Linked DNA regions of Sus scrofa: region 2 is linked to region 1. Evidence: chromatin contacts called from public HiChIP or PLAC-seq data. All regions are on one chromosome and are shown on one strand. The core of a region is the stretch at or near the end of the contact, and the rest is flanking DNA. Distances in the headings are between cores, read along the strand shown.

Evidence for each region. HiChIP or PLAC-seq counts read pairs in DNA pulled down with a chosen protein or histone mark.
Region 2: a contact with region 1 is called in an H3K27ac HiChIP or PLAC-seq map of alveolar macrophages. The contact joins the promoter of FNIP1 here to the promoter of LOC110259698 in region 1. A contact is called at or near these places in 1 of 5 promoter capture datasets (fetal liver) and 2 of 2 datasets of contacts at active chromatin or transcription factors (alveolar macrophages and skeletal muscle).

What each region holds. Positions count from the first base shown.
Region 1 is chr2:133,701,416-133,706,201 of Sscrofa11.1, forward strand. It overlaps LOC110259698, which reads right to left and starts at 2,800. Exons shown (of 6, transcript XR_002342086.1): 1 at 1,472-2,800; 2 at 1,325-1,385.
Region 2 is chr2:134,091,235-134,096,020 of Sscrofa11.1, forward strand. It overlaps FNIP1 (folliculin-interacting protein 1), which reads right to left and starts at 2,174. Exons shown (of 18, transcript XM_021085414.1): 1 at 1,943-2,174. The coding sequence starts at 2,034.

The sequences.
Region 1 (4,786 bases), core at 1,550-4,049:
AATGATAAGGAGCCCTCATAAAAGCAGCCCCAGAGAGATCCCTTGTCCCTTCTGTTCCATGAGGACACACCATCTATGAACCAGGAAACAAGCTCCTACTGGACACCAATTCTGCCAGCATCCTGATCTTGGACTTCGCAGTCTTTAGAACTGTGACAAAGAAATTTTTGTTGTTTATAAGCCATCCAGTCTATGGCATTTTGTTACATTAGCCCAAATGGACTAAGACATACATCTAAAACATATATACTTTTGATTTGTCAAATACACCTCCATAAAGCAGGAGAAAAAAATAACAAAAAACCCACATCAAACACCTAAAAATAAATCTTAGATGAAAAATAGGAAAGCCCTTAAACCAAAATAATAAAGCAGTGAAAGCAAAAGAAAATCTAAATAAATGGAGACATATACTGGCTTCATAGATAGGAAAACTAAAATTTAAGAGGATGTTAATTTCCTTTAAATTGGTATGTAATTTCAAGAAAATCCCATTCAAAATTGCAATTGTTTGTGTGTGCACGTGTGCGTATAAGTTGATAAACTGGTTGTAAAATTCATTTGGAAATGCAATGATACAAGAATAGCTTATGTATTATTGAAAAAAAGAACAGTGTCAGAAAAAAACTTTCTTTATCAGATATCAGTACGTATTATGGTTCTAGAATAATTAAGACAAGGAGGTATTGGGGAATGGAAGAACTAACAGGCTGATAAAAGAGAACACAGACTTATCTTTTCAATAAAGGGTACAGGAACAATCTGCAGATATGAGAATAAAACCTGACTTCTACCTCGCACTACACATTCCAGACATACCTCAGAGCGAAATTAAAAAAAAATTTAAAAGATAACACAAATACGCTGGAGTAGAAAAAGACTTCTTAAACAGATCACAAACAAAGCACTAACCAAAAAGGGAAAGCATAGGTTTTTCTAGTTCAAAATTAAGAAGTTGTTTTCGCCAACAGACAGCATTAAGGCTATGAAAGCCAAAGGGTGAGAGAGATCTCTAGCACAGACATAACAGATGAAGGAGTCATATCCAGAAAATATAAATATCGATAATCCAGAAGAAGAAAATAGACTCAGAAAGCATTTCATATTAGTGCAAACCAAATGGCTGATACAAATATGAAAAGGAGACAAACTCCATGAACAATAAGGCAAATGAAAACTAAAACCACAATACCGTTACATACCCGCGAAAATGATCAAATTTAAAAAGGCCAATAACACCAGGTAGAACAAATGAGCAGCTGCTAGGAGTCTTTGGAGCGTGTTGTTCAGTACAGACCATTTAATTAGCTCTTAGATATATTACCTGCTTTTCAATCCTGTTCAGAGTTGGGCCATTTGTGTTTTCTAGATTTCCCTCGGGAGCCCTGCAAAAGACCCATTCATTAAAATTGCAAATCTAATGTCCAAATGCAAAAACACTGTATTAGGAAATAGGTGTATCCATACTAACCTTTATCTCTGAAGATCACGCAAACAGAATGTCTAAAATTATATCTTTTCTAACTGGAAAGGCTTCCTTTTTTAAAACTAACTTATTTTCTTTTTTATGGCCACTCCTGGCATATGGATTTCCCAGATCTGAGCTGCAGTTGCAACCTATCCCGCAGCTGAGGTAATGCTGGATCCTTAACTCACTGCTCTGGGCCGGGGATTGATGGAACCTATGTCCCAACGCTCCAGAAATGCCACCAATCCCACCACGCCATGGTGGGAACTCCTGGAAATGCTTCCTTTTCATTACCTCTGTGAGAAAGTCTTCTGAGATATTTCACTGTGGGCTGCAGACATATCTGTTAAGATGGTTAAGAAACTACTTTGCTCTTCTTTGTTTTTGAGGAACTACATTATTTAGCAAGAATTTTGAGGAAGGTAAGCTTGCAAAAGAAATGAAAACACTGTTTACATATTCACACACATTTTCTTTATCCATTCCTCTATCAATGGACATTTAGTTTGCATATCCTGCTACTGTGAATAAGGCTGCAATGAACACAGGAGGGCAGGTATCTCTTTGAAAGGATGATTTCATTTCCTTCGGATATATACCAAGAAGTGGGACTGCTGGATCATATAGTAGTTCTGCTTTCAATTTCTTGAGGAACTATTTTCCAATATTATAAACTTGAAATGTCTTAATAGAGCAGATCTTAAGTGTTCTCACTATAAAGAAAGATAACTAATGCGATGATATATGCCTTGACTGTGGTAATCGCTTCACAATGTGTTAAGTATATCAAATTATCACATTATAAACCTTAACTCACATTGCTAAATTTAACAAGTCACAACCTAAAATACATTTAAAATTAAAAATTAGTAAATTTATATATAAAACATTGTTTTGTTCTCACCTTTTTAAAGGATTCCACAAGGAGTCTCATTGCAGCATGGCGCCACCTGGCGGCCCCAGTGCATTTTTTACTACAACTTCCCCACTTAGCCCTATTCTTGCTTTATCCAAAGGATAGCTTTTGGCCCAAGATCAAGTGTCACCCACACTCCAAAGAGAAGGCAGCATAGCTAACACCTTATCATCAATTACAAATTTATTTCATAATTGGATTTACATAATGGGATTAAGCACCTTTCCATGGTTATTGGACAATTTCCCCTCTTATGAAGTGCGTAATTCTTTTACTCACTTTTCTACTGGGTGCTATTTTTCTTTTTTCTGATATACTTTAGCTTCTTAGAAAAATAACAAGATCCTACTGTATAGCACAGGGAACTATATCAATAACCTGTGATAAACCACAATGGAAAATAATGTGAAAAAGAATGTGTATGTGTGTGTGTATATATATATAATATATTATATAACTGAATCACTCTGTTGTACAACAGAAATTAACCTTGTAAATCAACTATGCAATAAAGAAATATTAAAGAAGTACTTTATATATTCTGGTTACCTGTCCTTACAGGGGGATATGTATTACATGTTTCAACTCCATGGCCTTTTATTCTTTGAAATGGTGTTTCCTGATGAACATGTTTTTAAGTCAAATAAACCAATCATTTCCTTCATTATTTGTGTTTTCTTTGAGGGTATTATTTAAGAAATCCCTACCATTCTGAGATTTTGTTATGTAGCATCAGTGTTATTTTTCTGTTAAGTGTCTGGTATAACTTGCAGATAGAGCCATCCAGGACTTAAGTTTTCTTTGTGGAAAGGCTTTCAAATGACAGACTCAACATTTTTTTTTTTCTTTTTTGGCCATCCTGTGGCACAAGGAGTTCCTGGGCCAGGGATCAGATCTGAGCTGGGCCAGGGATCAGATCTGAGCTGCAGGCGTGACCCACACTGCAGCTGTAGCAACACTGGCTTCTTCAAATCACTGTGCTCGTCTGGGGACGGAACCCATGACCTGGAGCTGCAGAGATGCCGCCAATCCTGTTGTGTCACAGCAGGAACTCCTTATTAGTCTTTCAAGAGAACTTACTGCTTTGTTAGGCAGCCCTCCCTTTTTAATTCCATGTATTTAAATTTATTTTGCTATTTATTATTCTGGTTTCTTGAGAAGAATGTTTAGCTAACTCATTTTCAGCCTTTCTGCTTTTTAGTGATTTTTATTTTTTTCCCATTATAGCTGGTTTACAGTGTTATGTCAATTTTCTACTGTACAGAAAGGGGACCCAGTCACATGAACATACATACATTCTTTTTCTCACATTATCATGTTCCATCATAAGTGACCAGATACAGTTCCCAGTGCTACACAGCAGGATCTCATAGCTTATCCTTTCTACTTTTCTAACACATGCACTTAAGGCTATACAATTTCCCGTCAAGTACAACTTTAATAAACAACCAAAAGGTTCCGACATTCTTATCTACATTTTCATTCAGTTCAAAATAATTTCTGCTTTCCACTGGGTTACTGGAATTTTTTTTTTTTTTTTTTTTTTTTTTTGCATTTTAGGGCCGCACATGTAACTTCCCAGGTTAGGGATCTAATCAGAGCTGCCAGCCACAGCCACAGCGGGTCTAAACCACATCTGCAACCTACACCACAGCTCACAGCAACACCGGATCCTTAACCTGCTGAGCAAGGGCAGGGATTAAACCCGGATCCTCACATATACTATTCGGTTTAGTTATTGCTGAGCCACAGTGGGAACTCTGGTAGGAATTCTTTAACTTACAAATTTTTAAATTTTTGTTACCAATTTTTCATTTAAATCTGCTGCAGAGAGCCTTGTCTATATGAGTTCAATTCTTTGAAATTTGTTAATAGTTCCTTTATGGCCTAACATATAGTCAACTTGGATAAATGCTCCAGGATCGCCCAGAAGTAATGTATATTTTGCAGTTGTTGCTAATTCAGTGTTTTATACAGGTCCATGAGATTAAGTGTGTTAGTTGTGTTGTTGCAATCTTCTATGTCCTTACTGACTACTGGGGTGGGGAGGGCGTAGAGTGTTGTGTTTGCTCTCATTTACTTACAAGAGTTGTATTAAAATTCTATATGTGAACTTACGCTTCTGCTCAAGATGGAGCAACTAGCACTTTACCTTCCTGCCTAAAGCAACTAAAAAAGCAGACGATATATATAAACAATGCCACTTATGACCCTGGATACTGATACTGAAGGACAGGAATCCTCGAGAACATAAGAAGTGAGCCCTATGACCTCAGCTCACTGTCTAAAAATTCCAGAAAGTAGACTATGCAAAAGAATCTAAAAACTTAGAATTAGTGAATTGAGCAAGATTGTGATAGACAAGCCATGATAAAACAAGTTTTTTTCAATATTCTCACAAT
Region 2 (4,786 bases), core at 924-3,423, 390 kb after region 1:
TGTTCTAAAACCTCACTGAAGTGAGGGGTACACAACTGAATACATATAGCAAAATTCATATAACTATACACTTAAAATGGCTCAATTTCACTGCATGTAAATTACAGCTCAATGAAGATGTTAAAAAAAAACTTGGGTTGATTAAATTTGCAAGTTATTAGGTGTGTGTTGTTACTAGTTTTCATCTTCTCAAATGTACACTTCCACACATTTTTTAAAGTAATAACTTCCATACTATTCTGCAGTTATTGTGCTTACACATAATTCTTAATTTCACTGGAAGAAGTATCATGTATTTATCTACACTGCTACTTGCCCTATCTCACAAGGTTGTTGTGAAACATCACATGAGATAACCGATGAGAAAGCACTTGAGCAACTCTGAAGTAGTATTACACAACCATACAGAATACTTACATTTTCAAAAAACAGTTTTGTTTTGTTTTCAAAACAATGACTTGAGATGCTTGGAAACTTGGGTACCCCAAAGTGAATCTTTGCTCAGAAATAGAATGCCTCTTCAAATATTTTAATATCCCTCCTGAACTTACTTTCTACTGACCCTTGGCTTACTAGATGGCTCAATGTAGTATGATCTACACTGCACTTTCATTTTTCAAAATAAAAATACCAAAGAAATCTTTAAAGAAAGTCATTAGATGAACAGGGCAAGACATTTATTTCCCAGTAGAAAGGACCGAAAGCTAGATAACTGTCTTTTCGAAGCACCGTTCCAAGATGTTCACCATTTACATTTTTCTTCCTCTAAAAGTCAAACTTCTTTCCATTTAATACCTCAATTTTACTTTACTGAATATGTATTAATGGGACCTGTATTACCGAGAGTGAATAATTTTAGGATTATCAAAACCTTTTAAACCAGTGTGGTGCAGTCATTTTAGACTGTGGGTGTTGCAAAATTTAACAGATGTTCATTTTTTCCTACTACTACTGTACAACTGGGCTCTTTGCTACCCTACCAAGATTGAGTGATATTTGACATTTAGCCTAGTTACATTCACAAGCTTTCACACGGCAACAAGTATGAAGGCTGTTTGGAAGACATAATCTCATCTTCAAAAGAAGTTTCGAAACTAAATTTTACCTGGAATTCAGGCTTATTATTAAGTCTTACAATTTTAAAGTTTTCCTATCAGCAACAGGTACTGCAACCAAAAATTAACAAAGCCTGTAATACCACAAAATATGTCGCTATCAGTCTCAATCTTTAAAGACTCATTTTTAGTAACAGTCTCAAGAGGATGGTCAATTCTATGGCTGTGCTTCATTTGATTTAGCGCAGCCTCATTCTGGTCAGTAATAACCACAACCTCTGAGGTTTCACGTATCTCCCTCCTTCGGTAACATTAGGGCCACTAGGTCCGGTATCTACACACCTTCAATTTAGGTTTACAAGAAATGCGAAAGAATGGCAGCTTGTCTACTGAAACAGCCTACTCTAAACTCGGAAGGTTGGCCAAAACGTGCCGCTCTCTCCACGACAGCAACCAAACTGGAATGGAGCACCCAGAGGACGACTGGGCACGGGGAGGAGGGGAGAACTACTCCGCCCGGAGGACGGCGGCTGAGGTCCAATCCAGCCCGCGCCCAACTCTACGCGCCTCCAGGAAGGCGTGTGGACCCTAAGCTCAGCCGCGATGCTCGGTCCTGTGGGGCAGACCCGCGAGCGGCTGACGAGCAAGGCGTAAACAAACCCACCCGGACGAAGAGGAAGGGGCAGCCATGGGGTTGGGGGGTTGGGGAGAAAGGAGCTCGCTCGAACACTCCAGCACAAAGCTGCTCGGCCCCTCCCGACCGCCGGCTCAGATCCCGGTCCTGGCGCGGCGCTACCGCGCGAGCGTGAACACCGAAAGCCCCAGCACCTCTGGAAGCCGAGGCCACCAGGCCATCGGCCTCGCGCCCCTCGCCCTGCAGTGCCTACCTGAACGCACAATCCGGGTCTCTTGCATCCCGACCAGACGCCCCCAGGCCGTTCCTCTTGCTGAAGAGCTTCTGGAACAGCGTAGGAGCCATGGTGGCCACGGCCAGGCCAGGGTCGCTCCTCAAGGCTCTCGCCAGGCCCCTGCTCCTAGAGCTGCCCCGCCACCCCCATAGGCGCCTCAGTCATATGACAGAAATTAGTCACTTCAAACGGCCACGGCGCGCGGGGCGGGGCGAGAGGCAAGGCCTGCGCCCATTGGCTGGCAGTGAGCCGCATCACGTGGCGGCGCGCAGAGCAGGGTGCAAGGCGGGGGCGCGGGGCGGGGCTGGCGTCCATAGGCTGGCGTCCGAATAGCCTCCCGTGGCAGCTCAAGAGGCGGGGCGTGCGTGGAGCGGGGCGTGCGCGGAGGGGAGGGGCGGGGAACGGACGGGTGGTTGGGGAAGTGAAGGAGGTGTGTGCGCGGGTCCCGGTTCTACTCAGTGAAGCTCTCGGTTGCTACCTGAGGCTACGGCAGGGTGTCGCCGGGACGACGCCAGGCATTTTGGAGCGCAGAGGTTCTCCGCACCCACGACAAAGAGAGATTTAGGGCACCACGAGTACTCGACCCTCCCCCGCCATCTCCTCCTTGGCCTTTGCGGCTTCACACCTCCATCTGCTCCTGGCAGAGTACCGCGGCCCCCGGAGCAGACAAGGCGCGAGAGCGTACCCTTGGCCCCCACCCCCGCACGGCCTGGACTTTAAACCCAGGGCCGTAGGCCCTACCGTGCTGGGCCGCGAGAGGTATGAGCTCAGAGCTCGATAGCGCCGGGCTGGCTTATGCAGTCCACTTGAGGACCCTGCTAAGACACTCGCCAAAGCCAGTACTCCCCGCAGAAACGGCCTGGGCAAGAAACTGCCCGCATCGGCCCTCCGTGTTTCCAATAGCTTCTCGAACGCTGATGTACCAGGAATTAGCCTCTTGGAAGAGCTGGCCATAGAGGCTCAGGATTTAGGCTCAATCTTAATATCTAGGTATGGAGAGAGAGTGCAACTGTGGAATTTGAACAAATGAGTTTAATAGGAGGAACCCTTTCAAAAGAAAAACATTGCTCATAGATGATCTTACAATCTAATAAGTAGGTTAATCCAAAATTTATCAGGGTTTGGGTCATATTGCTCTTAGATGTTTTCAACACCACTATTCATTCACCTGCTGCCCCTCCAGGATAAGGAATTTTGTACCGCGGGGTGGCAATTCTCTGACAGGGATGTCAGGAAACTACTGCTATGTGGTTTGGAAGGTTAGCTTAAAATAGTTGAGAATTTCATTTTAGGCATACAAATCAAATTGTCTCTTCAAGTGGCTACTAACTCGCACTGATTTGCAGCTATAGTTTATTCTATAAAATAGGTGATCTTATATAGAATGAAGAAAATAATAGGCAGAACATCTCAAAGAATTTCAGTGGTCATATAACATAACATGCTGTTTCAATGTTACAAGAATTTTAAAAGCACTATTTATAAGTGATTAAGAAATTAATTTTGATGGATGCCCACATTCTCCACCCCACCCCACCCCAAAAAAGGGAGTTGCCATTGTGGCTCAGCATGTTAAGAATCCGACTAGTATCCATGAGGATTTGGGTTCCATCCCTGGCCTCACTCAGTGGGTTAAGGATCCCGGCAGGGGCAAGCTGCAACATAGGTGGCAGATGTGCCTCAGATCTGGCATTGCTGTGGCTGTGGTGTAGGCTGGCTGCTGCAGCTCCAATTGCAACCCTAGCCAGAGAACTTCTATATGCTGCAGGTACAGCCCTAAAAAGACTAGCAATATAATTTATTCATTCTAAAATGTTTACGTGACCCTGGTCTTGACACTGGGATCCAAAGTAAACAAAAAAGGTGGAGCAAACATTCCATATAAGGAGACAGTAAATAAGGAAATGATAATCTCAAACTGTTAGTGTTATGAATGAGAATTAAAAAATGAAATGAGTGGAAAAGGTCTCTCTGAGGAGGTGACATTTGAGGTGCTCAAGTTAAGATGGATTCAAAGTAACTCCTTATATTGCCCAAGCTCCAGAATTACTGAGTAACTGAAGTTGAAAATAGCAAGACTGTGCCTCCTATAAACTTAAGATAATTCTCAGGGCCCAGATACTTAAGATTTCTAATGAGGCAAAAAAAAAAGCCATGTATATTTTCCTTCCAAAATGCGAATACAGAATGAAATTTTTGTTAACAAAAATGCAAATTAATGCAAGTTTTTAAGTGAGAAAATGGACTTACAGTCAATGAAGCAATCATTTGGGGAAGTTTTGTTTTGTTTTTATACTACCAAGTTTCATTAAATGAGTACAAGTGGAAACAGGCTCAGGTCTATCTATACAAGACCAAAGAGCCTGAGGAGAATAGTTCACATCGCCTCAGAAGGAAGTTCTAAATACAATAACCTTGTGTGCTTTCATCTTGGGAAAAAGTTAGTTCATGGATAATTATAGATATTAATAGTAAGGGAAAGAACATTACTTCTTACGTAACAGATACTTTGTTTTAGTATTCTCTAATCATGTAGCAGCTTCAATTCAGTGATCTCATTTGATCTACTTGAAAAGTACAGGAAAAAAAACAACATTCACTTGCTATCATCCATCACATGTCCTTTATATTGCAGTGTAATACTCAAATTATAGACTCAGCACCAAAATGATACAAGTTTGTCATAAAAGAAGATATATAACTATACCTACCTTTGCAGATAAAACCGAAAATATCTTCTGGTTCAATAACAGAATATATTATTTTTCCCCCTGTTACTTAATACCACCTCTTCCCACAGAGAAGCTGAGGTGTCTTAAAGTA